3 separate regions of the Mus musculus genome follow, and regions 1 and 2 are each linked to region 3. A link is a contact called in public Micro-C and promoter capture Hi-C data. All regions are on one chromosome and are shown on one strand. Each heading gives the region's core, a stretch centred on a gene start, on an enhancer-like site or on the middle of the called end of the contact. The rest is flanking DNA. Distances are from core to core; before and after follow the strand shown. Region 1 holds the start of Arhgef6 (Rac/Cdc42 guanine nucleotide exchange factor (GEF) 6). Region 2 holds the start of Fhl1 (four and a half LIM domains 1). Region 3 holds the start of Htatsf1 (HIV TAT specific factor 1).

What was found. Promoter capture Hi-C pulls out the DNA fragments that hold promoters and counts their contacts. Hi-C and Micro-C count contacts between places; a contact is called where the count stands out from the background.
Region 1: a promoter capture Hi-C map of pre-B cells shows a contact between it and region 3. The contact joins the promoter of Arhgef6 here to the promoter of Htatsf1 in region 3. A contact is called at or near these places in 7 of 39 promoter capture datasets (the 3T3-L1 cell line, the C10 cell line, liver and 2 more), 5 of 484 Hi-C or Micro-C datasets (CD4 T cells, CD8 T cells, embryonic fibroblasts and 2 more), 3 of 115 datasets of contacts at active chromatin or transcription factors (astrocytes, double positive thymocytes and memory CD8 T cells) and 2 of 9 other capture datasets (adipose tissue and liver).
Region 2: a Micro-C map of embryonic stem cells shows a contact between it and region 3, with 5 times the contacts expected there. The contact joins the promoter of Fhl1 here to the promoter of Htatsf1 in region 3. A contact is called at or near these places in 1 of 39 promoter capture datasets (hippocampal neurons) and 2 of 484 Hi-C or Micro-C datasets (both in embryonic stem cells).

What each region holds. Positions count from the first base shown.
Region 1 is chrX:57,335,603-57,340,323 of GRCm38.p6, reverse strand. It overlaps Arhgef6 (Rac/Cdc42 guanine nucleotide exchange factor (GEF) 6), which reads left to right and starts at 1,595. Exons shown (of 22, transcript NM_152801.2): 1 at 1,595-1,986; 2 at 3,289-3,372. The coding sequence starts at 1,750.
Region 2 is chrX:56,730,205-56,734,951 of GRCm38.p6, reverse strand. It overlaps Fhl1 (four and a half LIM domains 1), which reads right to left and starts at 3,191. Exons shown (of 7, transcript NM_010211.3): 1 at 3,084-3,191.
Region 3 is chrX:57,050,370-57,055,257 of GRCm38.p6, reverse strand. It overlaps Htatsf1 (HIV TAT specific factor 1), which reads right to left and starts at 1,688. Exons shown (of 10, transcript NM_028242.2): 1 at 1,493-1,688; 2 at 1,060-1,304. The coding sequence starts at 1,248.

The DNA.
Region 1 (4,721 bases), core at 346-2,845, 290 kb before region 3:
TAGTCCATGATATTCTCTTGGAGAAAATTAAGTTTTCATTTCTGAGTGGTTATTAATTAGGGATAGCTCCTGGATTAGGGAAGTGAACCCCCATCCCACATACACCATAAAATTATTTTGTTACTATTTCATTAGTGTAATTTTGCTACTGTTATGAATCATAATACAAACATATGACTTCTGAAATATATGGTATGTGATCTTTCTAAAAAGGTCCTCTAATATCCAAAGGGGTTGAGACCCACTGATCTAGACTGTGCATGATTGTAATGAAATAGCCTGTAAATATTAAAATTATTCAATTGGCCTGGGGCTATAGCTCAGTTGGTAGAGTGCCTGTCTAGTGTGTACAACATCCTAGGATCAACCCCAAACACCCCGTAAACTGGATTTGATTTTGCATGCCTCTAATCCTCGCATCTGGGAGGAGGAGGCAGAAGAATCAGGAGTTCAAAGTCAGCCTCAGCTACAAGAAACTATCCCTATCACTATCACCATCAAAAAAAGCAGGGAGACAGAGAACAACAAGAACAGGATTGTGAGACTTAGCGGGAAACAGCTATAATTAACTGGATGCCTCACATACATGTGGAGAGGTGCTGACGGCCTGCATTTGCCAACATTGAGCTATACAATTAAACTCTGCCTTATCATAAATTTCTCTATAGTATGACTATTTTACCTGGTACTAAAAGTGTTTGACAATAACAAACCTCTCTGGATTCATGAGCGAGGCTGGTTTGCAGATCACTATTTTAAATGCATCGTGTTTGTTGATGACAAGAAGTGAATCTTTCAGTCTGTAGTGTAGACAGAGAAGACAAGTGCTCTTTTGTTCTCAAGTGCTCTGTCTCCAAACATATTTCCCTCATTTTCTGTGACTGTGTCTAAGCCTTTGCTAAGGGTGCTGCAGCTGGACTGTGGAGTGGAACCAGGTCCAGAAAAAGAATTGCTAAAGAATGCAAGTAAACAGGATGTCAGATGTTATCCTTAGCCTATTTCCCTAAACATAGCTTTTTTGGCTACAACGTAAAATGCCATTCTTCCAGCTTCTGCTTAAATGCAGCGATGGCTGACAGCAGGGACAATCTTCCTTTGCTTGGCAAGTTTGTCACCATGCGGCTCCACATGTTTTGTAAAGAAGGCATGATCGTGACACACACTGTCACTGTGAGATTGTCTGAGGACATCCGGCCATTTCTGGGAGGAATTTTTTCAGTCCACCTAAGTCTTTGTTTGAGCTCTCTTTTACCAGCACAGCTCCCCACGAGGCTCAGATCTGTCTGACCTAAGAGCCAGTTGGCATCCTCCTCCTGACAGAAGCCAGATTTTTCACTGAGACTAGACTGTATTGACAGTGTTTTCCCAGTCTGCCCCATGCGTGTCTCATTTCCAAGGCTCTGTAAAGTGCTGGCTCACTCCGGTTTCCACGAGCACTTGCTGACTTTTCTGCCTCCCCAGCATCCTCCTCACTTCCTTTCCTTACAGCTTCTTGCACTGTTGTACGTGTTCCTCCCCCCACCCCACCCCCCCAAAGAAAAACCTAATGAGTTTGTTTTGCAAGTTTCGAAAAAGAACCAGTGATGTTCTCTCAGGAGTTTGTCCATTCCTTATCATTCCTTTCCATATCTTTAGGTATGATCTCTGTGGTTTAGAAATCCCACGTTCCTCTGTTGTCAGAGAAAAGTTGCCTTAAACCTTTGCCCCGCAAGCACCAGAAGAGCGCTCATAAAAGGAAGACAGCAGCAGATGCAATCACGGATGTGGCTTAGTCTTCACAGCTGCCCCGAGAGCTGTTCAGAGCGTCCGAGAGCCTCAGTCATGAATCCAGAAGAACGCCTTGTGACATGGCTTATATCTTTGGGAGTTCTAGAGTCTCCCAAAAAGACTGTCTGTGATCCAGAGGAGTTCTTGAAGTCCTCGCTGAAAAATGGGGTAGTGTTGTGCAAACTCATAAACAGACTTCTGCCTGGCTCGGTGGAGAAGGTAAGGTCATTTTGCTGTGTCTTTGGGATTACTTTCCACCACAGAGCAGCAATAATATCATTCTTGAGATTTTTCTATTGCGGGGTCATGGGAATCCCCTTCTTCAATATCTTTCTAAAAGTTAGGCGTTTTTATTTACTGTCCTTGTACTTTGAAAAAGTCAGAAAACGAAATATTATCCTTCAGTAATTGACCCCCTGATGTTACCTTACTAAAGCTGGGCTACAGGACTGCCAATCAGGGATAGGAGGACAACCTTATTGTGTACAAGTTTGCTGTGGTTGTGGAAATGCACATTAAACTTCCCCTGTGCACTTTAGACATGTTTTGAGCATGAGTCTGTGGGATAATGGAATAATTTTGTTGTAGATCTTTCTGGTGTTTGAAAGTTTGCCTAAAAAAAATGATGGAGACTTCCTTGTTTGTTTGTTTGTTTTAAGATTCATTGAAGAAAAGTCTATTCACAAGTGTCAATGTTACTTAAAACTCCCCCAAAACCAAAGAGAAACCAACTCTATGCATTGAAGGCAATGGGCATTCAAAGTGAAACTAAACCTTGCTTTAAAAAAACTTCAAGAGTTTTGAGGTTAGAAGCCCATGTTATGACAGTGGACAGTTTCTAAAGTAGGTGCTTTTGTGTCATTAAAGATAGAGTACTTATGATTCTTTTCTTAAGGTCATTGTGCACATAACTTAAATAAGGGTCTTTTGCCTTTTGGAATCAGTTCTATGTTTATGGAACAAGTAGATTTACTTATAATTTTTCAAATGTGAGAAATGGTGATTAAACTGATAAGATACAGAGAGACATAATAAAAAATGTGATGCTTAGACATAGTGAAATATGAACAAATTATCATGAGGAGTAGAGGGAGGTGATCAAAGTAACCTCAGGCAAAAGCAGGACTAAACGATATATATTTATATATACATACGCAGACACACAAACACACACACACACACACACACACACACACCTCAAACTGAGGCCGACTGCATCAATGTGTGTGTGTGTGTCCGTCCGTGTGTCCGTGTCTCTTAGTTTCTCCGATTTGCTAGCACCACAGTCGAGTAGAAGGTATGAGAAAACCTTAAGTAGAAGTGGCTTGGAGACCTCTGAAACAAAAAGCAACCGTTCAGGCATTTGCATCACTTCCTTCAGTGGTTACTTCTCTTCCTGGATGGAGAGCAGGGCTGCCCTCTGCCTTCCAAAGCCAACTGTGTCTAGTTATCAGCAAAAGAATATGATGATGGTTTGTCATGGCTTAGCAATCTCCAAGTGACATTTGACTCTTTCCTTAGTATTGTCTGGAACCCCAAACTGAGGCCGACTGCATCGACAACATCAATGACTTCCTGAAAGGATGTGCAACTCTTCAAGTGGAAGTAAGCTTACTTGTCTTGCCTTTGATGTTGCCATTATTTTCTGCTCTCTTAATTAAAAAGTCCGCAAATGTAAGGATTGATTTTCGCTGCCAGTAGCCACAGAGTAAATAGAGGTAGAGAACCCTTTAGAGAATCTCCAGTGGAGATTGATGATGCCCAGTAGTGTCTTTCAGAACCTAATACTAAACAAAGCAAAACTATTGACTGGAAATGGTGGTACACACCTATACTCTGCAATAGTAAGGTGATGGAGACATGGAAGTCAGAGGGTCAAGGTCATCCTTGGTTATACATTTAAATTTTGGGCCAGTCTAGGCTACATGAAAGTCTTTTTCAGAGAGAGACTGAGACAGAGACAGACAGAGAGCAAAAAGAAAATAACAAAACAACAAAATGCAAAATTGATGACTTTTAAATGCAGCTTCTTTCTAGGAGATCAAGCTTTGTGTGGATGTGCTTCCTTCTTAATGGAGGTAATGCCAGCCAGAGAGTCACTGGCAACAGCAGTAAAATTAATCTTCCAAAAAGAAATGGCCCAAATGAGCAACCTTGAAAATATACATACAAGTAACATTATATGGACTGAGCAGATTGTATTTAGGAACATATATGTACATGTTTATACATATACAATGTGGTAGCAATTAATGGGAAAAGAGGCCATAATTTTTAAACATTTATTTATTTATTTTATGTATATGAGTACACTGTAGCTGTATACAGATGGTTGTGGGCCTTCATGTGGTTGTTGGGAATTGAATTTAGGAGCTCTGCTTGCTCTGGTCAGCCCCGCTCACTCCAGCTCAAAGATTTATTTATTATATGTAAGTACACCAGAAGAGGGCGGCAGATCTCTTTACGGATGGTTGTGAGTCACCATGTGGTTGCTGGGATTTGAACTCAGGACCTTTGGAAGAGCGATCAGTGATCTTACCTGTTGAGTCATCTTGCCAGCCTGAGGCCATAAATTTGAAGGAGAGTGGAAAGGGGTACGCAGGAACATTTGGAGCAAGAACAGGAAAGGGAGAAATGCTGTAACAACAACAACAACAATAAAAGAAACAGAAAAAGAAATGGCCTTTTAAAGCCCATTAACACTTCCGAACAAAGGGAGGCCTTGAAACACTATAAGAACCTGGCTGGCCTTTAGGTCACAGCTGTACTTAAGCAGATCAGAGGGAGAGGTTTGCTTGCAATGCACAAGGCCCTGGCTTCAATCCCCAAACCCAGAGCAAAACCAGCAAAAAGCAAAATCAAAACGCAAGCCACATTAAACTATGTCGTATTACATGTGCATGCACAAATTATCTCACTGAAAAGGAGGGCACGCCTTTCGTGTGCTTCCATGT
Region 2 (4,747 bases), core at 1,942-4,441, 320 kb after region 3:
CAAGGGGGGGCAGGGAGAAACCTTTTTTTTTCCTGCTCTGTTCAACAGGAGCTAAAAGAAAAAAAAATCTCTTAAGAAAAAATAATTACAATATTCTCCCTTTTATCCCAAATCCAAACAACTGGATAGTTCAGTTAACAAAAAAAAAAAAAAAAAAAAAAAAAGGGCAGACAAAAGTTAAGGAAAGCAGCCAACGAGATAACGACTAAAGTTCAAGCAAGCAGGAACATTTGTTCAACTCCCACAAGGTTATAAAAGCCAATGTTTCTGGCACTAGGGGGTGGGAGTCAAAGGAGGGGTGAGGGAAGAGGAGAACCAGGAGGAAGAGATTAGGAAAACAGGGCAAAGCCTCAGGAGATTAGCTGCCGTGCCTTCAACAAATTATTTGTTTTTAATGGCTAAACTTGGGCTAGGGACATAGCCCTATGATAAAGGCGCCTGCTCCACACAGGAGGCCCTGGGTTCCATCTCCAAGACTACAGCAAATGAATAAATAATTCTTCAAACCGAAGGTGCGAGGGTGGTGAGTTTCTCACGCAAAAGTTCAATTGACAAGTTACTTTTAAAAAAAAGATAACAGAGTGAACTCTCTAAGATTTAAAACAATTACTTCATTGTCCTGTTCGTTTCTGAAAGTTCTTCATCTTTTTTTCCTCCCATCTTACAACAGGTTCTCAAAAAGCCAAGTAAAAGACTCCCTTTGCTCCTTTTGTTTAGAGAGCAACTTAAGGCCCATTTTCCCACCAACATACTGTTCCTTTTCACCACCTTCAGCATTATTCCTCAGACAAAAAACACCAGGCTAAACTTAGATTGTGAAAATCGGTTCTGTCTCACTGTTGCACTGGGGCAGAATACACACCACAGAAATGTAGAATAGTATACAACAGCATAAGCAAATACATTTTTCTTAATCCTGTAGACCCACTTATGTATTAACATTTGCAATAAACAAAGTCAGTATCTTATTGAGGTGATCCATTAATTTACTATATATTAAATCATCTCCAAAGAACTCATATAAGAGGTATTTTACCAATCTGCACATTCAAAATTTCATCCCCCAATCTAGACTTGCTTTAAAAATGTTTTCCTTCTCCAAAAAGATTAAATCATGGAATGGAAGCCTAGAATTTCAGAAGCCATATATGGTTACAGATTCTATACGGTAGTAGTAAAATGTGCACTTACTCTGTAGTGCATTGTACAAACCTTGGCCTATCTAACAAATTCCCTGTTGCATAAAGATTCTATTTGCCCTTAAAAATGGTAAATAAATGTTTTAAAAGAGTGAAGGTAGACTAGATTGGAACCTTATGTAACGGAAACAGGGAAGCATTATATTCCTAGCACATTTAAGGCCCATTGCTTTTTAATGCATATTCTTAAGAAAATATGGGCACGCATTTCCAAAGACAAAATTACCAACCCCAATCCTTTTCAAATGTGAGGAATGGGGAGTAGCCTGTTCCTGGGGATGGGCAAGGATGAGAACTCCTTATCCAATTCCACGTGGCCCATAATTTAAACTTGTGCTACTCTGTAAACATTCTCATTTCCAAGGAACATTATATTTATATTTAAACGGCCTTAATCAAGATAACAAAAATATTCCCAGTATTCTCTAAACTCGCAATACATTTGATAACATGGAGAATTACAAGCAATTACAAAATGATAGCTCCAATTAGGAAAACTGGATCTAGTCCAAATTCAAATCAAAAGAGGCTCAGATAGTCCCGATGGCATCATTTAAATGAAGAGAACAGAGGACTTCCAGCAAAGACATGTGTTCCACTCTTGCTGCATTTCTACGACAGAACTCTTGCCCTTCAGGAAATCCCAAAACCAAATCTGAAATCACATTCATACACTTTCTTGTCTCCTGTTCCCAATGTGCTACCCTAGTTGTGTGTGTGTGTGTGTTTGTGTGTGTGTGTGTATGGCGGGGGGGGGGGGGGAGGTGTCGTTGTAATCAGAATGAACCCAAGAAACTTGAAAGGCCCAAATGCAGAAAATACACAGCACATTCACTGTTTCCCTTGGCCTTTCTCATTCAAACCTCTACCAGTTGTGGAAGACTAAGCAATGGGAACTTGAGAAGCAGAAACCTCTTCCCAGGAGCCCAGAACTGCATCTAGTGGGAATTTTAAGCTTTCTGAAATTGAAAGGTCACACCCAGCAGTCTACCTAACCCACTTTGCCAAGGCTCAACCAAGGCTCAACCTAAGTGCTAGAACCTTCCACTTGCCTCCATGCTGAAGCTGAAATCCAGTCCCCTCTCCCACCCCCATCCCCCATATCACTGCCATTCCCCCTCAGAGAGCAGAACCACGACCAGCCTTCTCCCTCCATCACCATTCTCCTTGCACTCCAGTCCTCCCACTGCCTCCTCCCCAGCATCCCCAAAGGGAGCACAGCAGTTCCCTCAACATCTCCAAGAACCAAGGCAGGTTTCACCTTCCTCCCCTGCCCAACAGGCGCCATCCTTAATGTAAAAACCAATGAAGCCCCCCCCCCATCGTCATCATCATCCCCTGCTCTTCTCAACTGCTGTTAGCTATCCTTTAAAAAGAAAAAGAAAAAAAAAAAACCAAAAACAAAAACCAAAGGTGTTCCCACCTCGCCCAACCCCCACTGCCCGCCATCCTGGGTGAGAAAACCAAAAGCCCCCTCTTTTTACTCCCACCCTCCATCCTTGCAGAGGAAACACCCAAAGCCGCCCCCCTGCATCCCGGCCCCCAGGGGAGCGAAAGCCCTGGGGAGGAGGCTTAGGCACGCACCCTAAGGGACCTTGGAGCCCCAGGTTCCTCAGCCCCCAACGTGGGCGAGGCAGCGGAGGCCGGAGGCCGCAGGTACCCAAGCCCAGCAGGTCCGCGCAGCCCCGGAGTAGCGGCCACGGAGCACGAGCTGCGGCTCCCCGGGGACGCCGGAGGCGTGCGCACACACACACACACACACACGCACACGCACACACACACACACACACACACACACACACGCACACACACGCGCGCGCACACACACACACACACACACACACTCGCGGAGGGAAAGCGGGCTTACTGTCTGGGGATGCTCACCCGCGCAGCTGTCTAGGCGGCACCGGCGGCCGCTGCCAGCTCCGAGACCAAAGCGCAGCGGCGACAGCGGCAGCACAGGACTGAGCCCCCTCGGCCGGGCGGTGGATGTAGGGCGCGGGAGGGGCGCACGGGGAGGGGCGCAAGAGGGTGGGAGGGAGGGAGGAGGGAGCACGCGCGGGGGCGGGGGCGGGGGCGGGAGCGGGGGCGGGCGCAGCCCACTCGGGGCGGGGAGGGGTAGGGCGGAGCGCGCGTCCGCCTGGGCTCTGCCCGTGGTGCGAGGGGCTGCGGTGCGGGCAGATCGCGCTCGCGCGCGGGAGCCCAGTCGGGCAAGCGCGGGAAGGGGGCGCGGCTGCGTGGGCCCCGCCTCGGGAGAGGCCAAGCCGCTGGCTAGGCGCGCACAGTGCGCGCGAGAGGTGGCCGCGAGCCCGCGGTGGCGCGGCTTCCCGGAGCACCCCCTGCAAGCGTCCGAAGGGCACGCGGAGGGCGGGCCAGGGGCGCCCACCGCCCCCCTCCCTCGCGGGCTCAGGCCTTCGCTGGCTGCTGGGGAGTCACGAGTCACTGCAGGCAGCCACGGCCAGAGCCCGGGAGGTGGGAGCAACAAAGAGAGACAGCCAAGGTGGCCTCTAGCCTCTCCAGGGGCCTCGCTGACCTGCACAGCCCAGTACAGCCAGTGATTGCAGATCTCTTGGTTCCCACCACACTGAAAGACCCACCGACGACCTCTCCCCTTAATAACAAGCTGGACAGAACGAAAAGAGCCTTTATTCAGAGGGCTTTCCATCATTCCTAAAGCTCTCACAGCAGAGCTTCACATAGTGACTGACTCCGTCGTTCTTTCCCTAGTTCAGTTCAGTGAGCCCTCAGCATGTGCCCAGTACTGTGCCAAATGCTGTAGATACAGCACAGTTGTGCACACACTCGGCTTTATTGGTGGAAGAAGACAGATTATGAGCAAGTGAGAAAATAAACACAGTGGGATAAACTGCAGGATAAAAGGGTGTATAAATAATGCGAGAAAGAAGGTAGTATTTAATCTAAGCCTTGCATGGTATAAAAGCAGTGGGTGTAAAGAACCAAGGGATAACTTTCCAAACAGAAGGAGCAGAGGCAAGGAAGCCAGGAGAATCCCACCATGTCAGTGGAGGGAAGTAGAAGGACTTGGTTAGAAGAGGGTTGAAGGAATTGCAGGTGAACTAGAGAAACCTGCTTTTTTTTTTTTCCTTTTAAAGAGGACCCGAAAAGGACCAGAAGGAAGGAGTAGGGTCGAGGAAAACTTTGAAAGGTGAGAATAGTCAGTACTTAGAATGTCTAGTGAGTCAGGAGAGAGGTTCATTAAAGGAATCCAAAGTCTTGATTTAAAAACATGAAGGCCAGCTAGGAGAGGGGAGAATCAGCCCTTTATGTGGAAGCAGATGAGGCGGAGCAGCTGTGTATTTAAACCAAGCAAAAGGTCTAAACACTGCTGTTAGCTCGTCCCCCCGTCCCCCCCCCTCCAGCTTCAAAATTCAAGTGATGGCCTCTTTTACCCGACCCAATAGCTACTTGCAAAATTCCTTTCTCTATCTTGCTACCCAGAGCCTACGCCTCTTTTCTCTTTCTGAGCCCTTAGGCTCACTGAGGTCTGGTATTTCTGGATTTGCAAAAAAAGTCTCCCCACACATTTC
Region 3 (4,888 bases), core at 439-2,938:
TATCACCCGTTCCTACATGTTTATAAATTACTACTTCTCTACAGTGTATATGACTAAAGTGGCCAATACATAAAACAAAAAAAGTATTGAATAAACGAGATGGTAAAACCCAAAGTCAACTAGTAATTTCATCACCGAATCCACTTTTGGGTACCCAGATACCAAATAATTGTTTGTCAGACTACTAAAAGCGCTCTTTAAAGAAATCACATGTACAGTCAAGTGGGCATTGCCAGTCCAGAAGTTCAATTGTAAATTTTTACAGTTTGGGATGCTTAAAATATGCACAAATAAATAGCTGAAATTTTTCAACCAACAATCAATCCCCCTGCACAATGGAAAAAGTTTTGTGTGATTGCCTCTCCGGTCGCTTGTCGCGCTGTTAGTTCCCTTTGATGCCAAAGTTCCTATGAGGCTAAGACTAACAGAGTACAGTTACCATACAGTTTACAAGACCAGGTTCAACACCACTTGTGCTATTTCCATGTTGAAATTAAACACTTAGCAATTCCCAAGTACAAATGTATAGATCTCTTTCATTCATTTCCTGTGCATTCCTAGTCATATTCCTGTGGTTATAGGGTCCGAACTCAGATGCCCTGGAACAAAATTTAATAGATAAAACAAGAATCAAGAAAAGTTTCTTCAGTAGAGGTGAATGACACCTCTTCCACCCTGTAAATCAACAAGCTGCATTCTACACAAACATGTACAGGAAGCGTAAATTAAGTTTGGCTATACAGGATAAAAGTCTTACTAATGTGATTTCCTTGGTGTTCTTCCTCTGTGCAGTAAAAATATCAAGATAAAAACGAATTGTGACCTTCACATACATACACAAATTAATAAGGCACAAAAAAATCACTTAAGGCACCACCCTAAGATTTACTTTCCTTTATACATCGGGAATGCAATAGACTGAACCAATAGACTAGCCACCAACCACCGGTTCAGAGACCTAGTACTTCAGTGGAGCAAACAGAAGAGGAATGTCCCGCAAGGGCTGCCAGTGAACCCTATGGCCCCGCTCCGCAGTGGGACTCCGATACTCTTTCTTACCTTAGGGAACCAAGCCTTCTTATCAAGGTCCCACTCGTAAGGAGTGTCATCTGGTGGTTGTCCCAAAGAATGGGCTTCTCCAGAGGGCTCATTCTGGGTGTCACCTTCCTTGGGGTCTCCTCCATACAATTCTTGCATTCGCAATTGCTCATCAAACTCATCGTTCCCGCTCAAGTTGTTGCCACTCATGGTTCTCACGTAGTCCCGGACACCGCGGTCAGAGAAGTGAAGAGGCCGAGAGGGCGCTGGACAAGAGCAGAGAAAGAGAGGTCTGCAGAGCTTGGACTGTGCACTGCAACTCCCGGGCCGCCTCCCGCAGCGCCCCAGCAGACCCTGGGAAGTCTGCGAGGCACCGCCCAGACTCCGCCCTCCCGCCCGCCCCCCTCGTGCACGCCTGCGCCAACAAATGGTCAGCGCTGTCGCTGCCACCCACCTGGCGGGCTCCGCAGGGCCTCGCCGCCGCCGCTGCTGGGGCCAGGGCGAGGCGGAAGCGCGCAGGCGCGCTGTCACCGCTGCGGCCGGTTCCGGAGGCGCCACAGCTTCCTCCCCGCCACGTCAGGCAACGAGTTGAGAGCGAAGTCCCCCTCAGGCTGATGCAGTCGCCATTGTCCGCGCGGGTGGCAACGTAGCGGGTCGCGCCGACCCGCCCACGGGACGTCAAAGGTCCGCGACGCTTGCGCGGCCAGGGGGCGGGGCCTCGGAGCCCGGCTGCCGCCGCGTGTCTGTACTTATTGGGAACTGGCCTTTAGGGACGCAGCCTGCCGAAATGCATGGCACCTCGTTAACCTCGGGCTCCTCTGCGCTCCGGACGAGTTTGGCCGAAGCGATAGCCTGAAAAAGGACTCTTCCAGTAGAGCTGGCGCGGAATGGGCTTTGCGGCAGGCGCCATCTTGGGGAGGTGGGTGGGACCGTGGGACAAGTTTCTCCCGCTTCGCGAAACCTTGGCGCCTCCTTCGCGCAAATCCCCGCCCCTGCACTGGAGCCGAGGATTGTCTTATTTTTCGAATGCTTGTCCTTAGTGTACACGCGGGTTTTGTTCATCTTAGTAACCCAAACACATAACATGCTGTTTGGAGGTCTAGTGAAGCATGAGTTAACAAGCAGTGGGCAGAAGGCCCCATCACTTCCTAATCTCACCCCCCTTTTAGGCATCTGGTACCACCCTCTGGCTGCTGTAGGTGAGAGGAGCTTTTGCCTGCAGCTTACTGCAACGTGTCCGAGGTGTTCCAGACTGGAATTTGAAGCTTGAGTGTAAACATAACCCTATGGCCTCATTTCCTTGTGTCTTAGTAAGACAGCCAACAGTCTTCCAAGAAAAGCTGAGCTTTTTCCTTAGATGTTTCATGCACCTAGAAAAGGGAAGGGGTCCATATTTTTAGGACAGACAAGTATTTACTGAACTCCTATTAAGTGCCAGGCTTTGAGGGAGATTCTGAGGCAGCAGCTAAGACATGCACAAATCAAGGGCGGTTCAGTTATAGTTGGCGAACAATATGACAGGAGCACCAGATGCGGGAGAGCAGCAATTATTTTGTTTTAAGCATTTTTTAAATATTTTTATTAGGTATTTTCCTCATTTACATTTCCAATGCTATCCCAAAAGTCCCCCATACCCCTCCCCACTCCCCTACCCACCCACTCCCACTTTTTGGCCCTGGCATTCCCCTGTACTGGGGCATATAAAGTTTGTAAGTCCAAATGGCCTCTCTTTCCAGTGATGACTGACTAGGCCATCTTTTGATACATATGCAGCTAGAGACAAGAGCTCCAGGGTACTGGTTAGTTCATATTGTTGTTCCACCTATAGGGTTGCAGATCCCTTTAGCTCCTTGGGTATTTTCTCTAGCTCCTCCATTGGGGGCCCTGTGATCCATCCAATAGCTGACTGTGAGCATCCACTTATGTGTTTGCTAGGCCCTGGCAAAGTCTCACAAGAGACAGCTATATCAGGGTCCTTTCAGCAAAATCTTGCTAGTGTATGCAATGGTGTCAGCGTTTGGAAGCTGATTATGGGATGGATCCCCGGATATGGCAGTCTCTAGATGGTCCGTCCTTTCATCACAGCTCCAAACTTTGTCTCTGTAACTCCTTCCATGGGTGTTTTGTTCCCAATTCTAAGAAGGGGCAAAGTGTCCACACTTTGGTCTTTGTTCTTCTTGAATTTCATGCGTTTAGCAAATTGTATCTTATATCTTGGGTATCCTAAGTTTCTGGGCTAATATCCACTTATCAGTGAGTACATATTGTGTGAGTTCCTTTGTGATTGGGTTACCTCACTCAGGATGATGCCCTCCAGGTCCATCCATTTGCCTAGGGATTTCATAAATTCATTCTTTTTAATAGCTGAGTAGTACTCCATTGTGTAAATGTACCACATTTTCTGTATCCATTCCTCTGTTGAGGGGCATCTGGGTTCTTTCCAGCTTCTGGCTATTATAAATAAGGCTGCTATGAACATAGTGCATCTTTTTACACTCAAAAAGTAGACAATTCTAAACAGCTTTTTTTTTGATGGATTACATTCATCAACAAGGCTCATTGCAATAATGTTAACTATTCAAGTAAAATTTTTAATCATTAAAAGTAAAAAGTGGGAGTGGGTGGGTAGGGGAGTGGGGGGGAGGGTATGGGGGACTTTTGGGATATCATTGGAAATGTAAATGAGGAAAATACCTGATAATAAAAAAGACACTAAAAAAAAAAGAAAAAAAGTAGCAATAAATACTATATGTGTAAACATCAGTACTATGACCCAGACTTGACCATAGGGAAAAGCTTGTCAGAAATTACTCCGATTCCAGTCACCTTTGTTTGTAAATACAGTGGTTCCAGGTGGGTTCTAGAATATTTTGGCTCCTCACAGACCTCTGAATCTGATTTCAACCTTAGTGATATTATTAAAGCAGTAGTTGTTTCCAAATATACTTATTTTTACGAGGTTCTTGTTTTTAGTAGAAGAATTGGAGAACTGAACTTGTATATATGCTGTGGATTTTGTTAGATGCATTTAAACACTGCTAAGTAGTTCTTGCTTTGATCTAAAAACTGTATATAGATCTTTTCACTAATTTGTTATTAGGCTTCCATTTCATTCTGGAGTATGTTTACAATAGAAGAGATAGTGCGCTGCATGATTGTTATTGCACATAGCACACACTCTTAATGTTGGAGATACCCTAACCTCCCCACCACACACACACACACAAGGAAATGGGGAAAAATATTTTTTTTTGGTTTGTTTTTTTGAGACAGGGTTTCTCTGTGTAGCCCTGGCTGTCCTGGAACTCACTCTGTAGACCAGGCTGGCCTCGAACTCAGAAATCCACCTGCCTCTGCCTCCTGAATGCTGGGATTAAAGGCGTGTGCCACCATGCCCAGCTGGGAAAAAATCTTCTGTCAAGGTTGCAAGTCACCCAGTTGCTTTTGTCCAAAAGCTTCCTGGAAGCCTATAGAGAATCTGGCTCAAGGTAGCATTGCAGTTTGCACTAGATACTTGCCTGAGCCAGTATACATTTGTTCCATAAAGTTTGAGTACAAACAGATATAGACTCGGTGTCAGAGTAGAATGAAAACGGGTGCCTATAGAAGATAAAAGGCCTGAGAAGGGCCTTCTCTGCAGAAGTTCCTCTGCCTTACTTATAAACACTTTATGGAAGGTCACACACACACACACACACACACACACACACACATCCTCATGATGTTTGGGAGTTTTCTTGTCCTTATATCTTGTAATCTATAAACCTAGTTGGGAAGGCGTTTCTTCTGACAAAAAAAAAAAAATTGATGTATCTTTAACCTAAGATAATATGAACTTCAGAAATGCTTT